2 separate regions of the Anas platyrhynchos genome follow, and region 1 is linked to region 2. The links are chromatin contacts, called in public Hi-C maps. All regions are on one chromosome and are shown on one strand. Each heading gives the region's core, a stretch centred on a gene start, on an enhancer-like site or on the middle of the called end of the contact. The rest is flanking DNA. Distances are from core to core; before and after follow the strand shown. Region 1 holds the start of RPS13 (ribosomal protein S13). Region 2 overlaps NUCB2 (nucleobindin 2).

The links. Hi-C and Micro-C count contacts between places; a contact is called where the count stands out from the background.
Region 1: a Hi-C map of liver shows a contact between it and region 2, with 1.7 times the contacts expected there. The contact joins the promoter of RPS13 here to the enhancer-like site in region 2. A contact is called at or near these places in 2 of 8 Hi-C or Micro-C datasets (liver and subcutaneous adipose tissue).

Annotation. Positions count from the first base shown.
Region 1 is chr5:60,658,756-60,661,455 of IASCAAS_PekinDuck_T2T, reverse strand. It overlaps RPS13 (ribosomal protein S13), which reads right to left and starts at 1,293. Exons shown (of 6, transcript XM_027462169.3): 1 at 1,184-1,293; 2 at 1,012-1,060. The coding sequence starts at 1,206. PIK3C2A (phosphatidylinositol-4-phosphate 3-kinase catalytic subunit type 2 alpha) reads right to left here. Exons shown (of 37, transcript XM_072039286.1): 37 at 1,375-2,700.
Region 2 is chr5:60,583,540-60,586,239 of IASCAAS_PekinDuck_T2T, reverse strand. It overlaps NUCB2 (nucleobindin 2), which reads left to right. Exons shown (of 13, transcript XM_027462168.3): 5 at 1,719-1,822; 6 at 2,571-2,700. Among named protein-coding and RNA genes, the nearest start is that of NUCB2, 12 kb to the left of the region's middle. Within about 2 kb of position 1,334, at least 4 of the 8 cell types and tissues checked have an H3K27ac peak or open chromatin away from gene starts, as enhancers often do.

The sequences.
Region 1 (2,700 bases), core at 44-2,543, 75 kb before region 2:
ACTTTCTATGAACGCCTATGATATGTGATGGAAATAACCGTTTTGTAATGTTTGAGAAAACAGCTGAGAAATTACACTTTTAATGACACAGAAACTTTATTTAGATTCTGTGAGTCCATAGTGCTAGCCAAAATGGTGGAGGAAGACAGAGGTGAACAAAGGAAGACTGTTTAAAATACCCCATGCTGCCTCCAAACAGCATTTATCATTAGCTGCCAGATTTGACCCATAAATACAAATTTATAGAGAAAATCGCTGCATGTTAAAGAAGGAACTCTTTAACTGGGCCTTGGGCAGAAAGGCAAAGCTGAGGACCCTTCAGCCATCCATTCCCTGCTGTGCTACCTACAGAGATCAGTGGAAGTCAGACTCGAGGTACACAAATTAATTGAACATGAAAGAACTTGATCTCTACCCAGATAAAACTCTGTCTTTTCTATTCTTTTATGCATTAAATTGTGCTAATGGAGCCACTGCTCTCTGGTTATTAGAGGAAAAACAGCAATGAGCTCGGCAATCCCGGCTCCTTCCACAAGCTGCAACAGCTCCCAGGAGTTTTTCTTCCACCCCCCTTCCTTTTTAACATCGTGAAGTTATAAAATAGAAACGGTGGAAAGATGGATTTGGAAACGCTGTTGATTACAGTTCAGAAAACAAGTAAAACCCACAGGGTTCCTCGCCAACACAGCATCTGAGCATCCCAATCGTTACCCAAACGCTTGAAAAGCAACTTGATGTTGCTTCAGGCAGTTTCACAACGTTTTATTTTCGGCTATCTCCCTGTGCTCTAGCCTCGCGCTTCTGACGAGCTATTTTGAGCTATTTTTTCAGCGCATGGCTCCCTCCACACCCCACAGACCGATCCTTCCGTCCCCCACCCCCGTCTCGCAAAACGAGGCGAGTTAAGTCCACGCTGCTTTAGTTCAGCGCGCTAATAAGCCTGAATTTCAAGCGAAATCAGTCAGGCGGGCTCCCCACCCCTCCACCTCGCCTCAGCCGCGGGCTCCTTACCGTGGGCACGCTGCGGCGGTAGGGCAGCGCCGACTGGGACAGGCCCTTTCTGCGGGAGGAAGCACAGCACAGGCTCAGCGCCGCCCGGCAGCCCCCCACCGGCCCTCCCCGTCCCCCCCGGTCCCCTCACGGCCCCTCCGTGTCCCCCCTCAGCGCCACCCCGGCCCCGCACCCGGGAGCGTGCATGCGACCCATGATGGCGGCGGCGGAAGAGAAGGGAGCGGCGCGGGGGGGCGGCGCTTCCCGCCCGATGGCCGCCGGAAGCCGCCTCAGCGCCCGCCTCAGCGCCCGCCTCAGCGCCCGCCTCAGCGCCCCCCCCCCCCCCCATCCCGCTCCTCCCCCAGAGAGCACACGACGATAAAATAAAGCGTTTTAAAATTACGGTTTATTCGTGTTTTGTGCTGTTAAGACGCTGTGCTTTTTTTTTTTTTTCTTTTTTTTCTTTTTTCTTCCTCCTCGGGAGCCCACTGCGAAAAAGGCAGTACGTATTGCTGTCGGCGTATTTCACAAGGGAACGTTTCACAAAAACAGTAGTCTACTTTCCTGTGTTTTTTTTTTTTAAGTGACTCGTGATTCTAGTGATGGAATGGAGTAAGTCTCAAAAGCATCAAGTGAGCAGGAAATAATATACCTAGTCAGTTACACAGAATACTATTTACAGGCTATGTACTAAATGAAGGATACGCAGAAGATACTTAATAAAACTGGGAGTTGGGAGGTGTTAGTGTCCATTAGCATCAACCCAGTTTCTAACATTCAAGATATTCTTAGTTTCTTAATTGTAGTAACTCCTAAGAGATTGGACCATGACTATTTTAGGCACCAAGAGATTCAAGTTTACTTCTTGCTTCTGTACTGGAGGGAGATTGGTCAGTAGCAGGGGAGTAAAATCCGATTCTGAACAAGCTTTTTAGTGTCCTGTGTCCTGCATCGAGTCTTCATTCATCATCGTAAGTTTTATTTCCAGTCCTACTCAGCGCTGAGAGCCCGTCACCCTTTCTCAAACACGCTTCAACATTTACCATTAAAGTGTGCAACTTTACTCTATCGCTTTGTCCAGACAGAACAATCACCCTAAACACCAAGTAAGGTGAGCAAGAACCCTATAGCTGTAGTGCAGAAACTACCTAATTAAGTAACCAGTGGTATTAACAGGAGACAGTAAGTCGTATTTATACTCTGCTATCACAGTATATTTCAGATCTAAGGCTGCTTGAAATTATACATATATATATATTTTTAGTGGAATTCTTACCAGGGATGAGAATCACTGTTGCCGTCAAATGGAAAGAGAAAAAAAGTGCAACCAAATTCCTCTCAAGAAGTTCTGTTAATGCCGCTTATTTCTGGCCTGCAAATACCCATCCATTGTGCTTTTTACCTAGAGGCCATCATTTACATGGAGGTACGGGTAACGTAGGTGCAAGTGCCACTTTGATTTAGTGTCCAAATCTGTTATACGTTTAATCACTGCCGTATTTAAGTTCTAGAAATTTTGCAGTGTTGTAAAACACTGAGAAGCTGGATGCATTTCCTACAGCATCATCTTCTGCCAGTCTTCACTGGCTTTGGAGATCATGGCTAGAAGACGGGGTACAACATTTTAGGTGGCACTAATTATGAAGATCAGTATAAGTGATTTTATCTGTAATTAACACATCTCAGGAAAAGACTTCTACTAGAATCTGC
Region 2 (2,700 bases), core at 85-2,584:
CTAATTCCATTGAGTCAAATTTAGAGATGGTAAATAGGCCAAAAAAGTATGTGTATACAAATTTGTGTCTATGGGGATGTCAGGAAAAAAGTGATTAATTTGGGAAAGAAGGTATTTTTAGAATACTACTACCTTTCCAGTGTTTTTTTTTTTTTGGTGCAGCTGTAGTACAATTAATGAATAATGATACAGAGTTACTCGAGAGCTTCAGGATAACCTTTGTGTTCTTTGTTTTCTCTTCCTGGAAGTTCTAGTGCAGAGAGTGCAGTCCACCAGTAGCTAGACAGTGCAGACCAGACCTCCACAGGAGTCAGTGCATTGCCTCACGTACCTGTCAGCCCCCATGCTTTGTCATTCTCAGGAGGTCTTTTAGCTGCTGAGAGCTTGGTCTCGTGCTCCTATTGCAAGCAAGTAGTCCAGCAACATCATGTTGACACGGTGAGCTAGTTGACAGCAGCTCATGATACCTAGTTATATTGGTAGTAACTGTATACTTTATTTTTTTAGTGATTTAATCAACTAAGTAGTTCTAGCCCTATTTCCATAAATCAAGAGTAACTAACAGAGCATGCTTTGAAAAATAGTTCTTTCCTACAGCAGATCAAGCATATAAATACATTCTGTTGCCGTCACAGAGCTTACATTTAGAAAGAACAAGAACAGATTATACCAGTTCAAAATATTCAGATGACTACTAATGTGAAAGAACAAAAATGGGAAAATATTTCATGAAGTTTGTAGTGGGCCCTACTACTGTTATAACTATAGTTATAACTACAGGTATACATGATGTGACTACTTCACATCATGCATAACTGTATGCTCAGATTATTTATAAAATACAGCTGTATCTACACACCTATGCAAAAATCTTCTCCATGTAATACCGTGTAATATCTTAGCCTTCTATCTGTTAAAATACAAAAAACTTTCTTCTCAGATGGATTAGGTTTAAAAAAAAAAAATAATCACAAGACTTGAACATATGCCCTGTCTATGTTGTGTCTTGATCCAGATGTATTTTGAAACATTTGCACCAAGAATTTGCTGAACTGACCAGTACAGGATGCAAGAATGTTAGGGGTTGGGTGACTTTATTCAAGGACAACTCTTAGATATTACAGTACTGTGGCAAGGAAATGCTGTCAAACAGAATGAGTTGTTTCTCTGTCTTTATAAGGAATGAAGGAAAACAGGTTTTGGGGCTTTTTTTTAATAAAAAAAAAAAAAGCTTAAAATTACACTTCCAGAAAGTGTTTCATAAACAGGCTAAGTTGCATATATTTCAGAAAAAAATATGATCTCACCAGGGAGGAATGATGTTTGAAATATGCCCCAGACAGTGTGTACTGTTTTATGATAATACAAATACAGCACTGAGTGTGAGAGAAACAGTTTACCAAGGGATAACAAGTTCAAAATGATATTTTCCATTTTTTTAAAAAACAAATATTCTTTACTAAGACATCTGGGAAAAGCTTGCCAACATTGTTGCCCAGAACATATCAAAATATACACTGTTTAAGATAACACTATTATCTAGCTTTACCAGTTAAAAACCTTGGTAGCAGCCACACTTTTATAATGAAAAAATTCAGTCCTCAAGGAGCTTGAGGTACTTACAAAGCACAAGCTCCTTTGTGAATGTATTTAACTTCCTGATCTTGTTTGCTTTCAACCTTATTTTAATGTTTTACATTTGTACCTTGTTCTTTCAGACACTGGCATAGACCATCAGGCTCTCCTTAAACAATTTGAGCACCTGAACCATCAGAATCCTGACACATTTGAACCTAAAGACTTAGATATGCTGATCAAAGCCGTAAGTGCTAGACATAACCTACTCTGGGCTGTTTTTTATTGGTATTGTGTTTTTTCTTCTGTACTACTTTTTTTGTTGGTAAAGGTGATATGCAGTTTTCAGTTTCAGAGAAAAGTCAGTTGTCTCCATTGCACACTTGAAAACTATTGTCAGCGTACATTACACTAGAAAGAGCCTAAATTTTGCATCCTTTAATACCTTGACCTATCTGAAAGTAGTGCAACTCTAAATCCCATACAAGTACTTGTTGGAAGTTCTCCCCTCACTCCTTTCTCTCTATATAAATGGCTTTGTTGATTTAATCTTTAATAAACTACTGCAGAGTAACTCCCATTATTAATGGAGGCACTGTTCTCGTTAAGTTCTAGGGGAAGCTATGAATGTTGTTATGCTGCAGTAAACAAGGACTTAATGATACTACTTGAAGCTGTACTTAATTAGCACATACTTAACTTGAGTTAATTTATTATTAATTGAGAAAGGATACCTTGATGCAAAAGTTGTCTAAGCAATTGAACCTTTGCAAATTAAATGCTGTGAAAGTAATAGAGGGAGTGAAGAGAGATGTTTATGTTTCACTGTTGTGTGAAAGGGGACCACAGACTGGTCTACCTTGTGTTTAAAAGGGAAATGGCAATATTACCAGCTGTGTCCCCAGACCTGAACAATGCAGGGTTTTTACATAATCTTATATAATGTGTTAATGTAATTATGTGGCGTAATCATGTGTACATATCTATATTTTTAGGCTACAAGTGACCTGGAGAATTATGATAAAACCCGCCATGAAGAATTCAAGAAATATGAGATGATGAAAGAACACGAGAGGAGAGAGTATTTAAAAACACTGGATGAAGAAAAGAGGCAGCGAGAAGAAT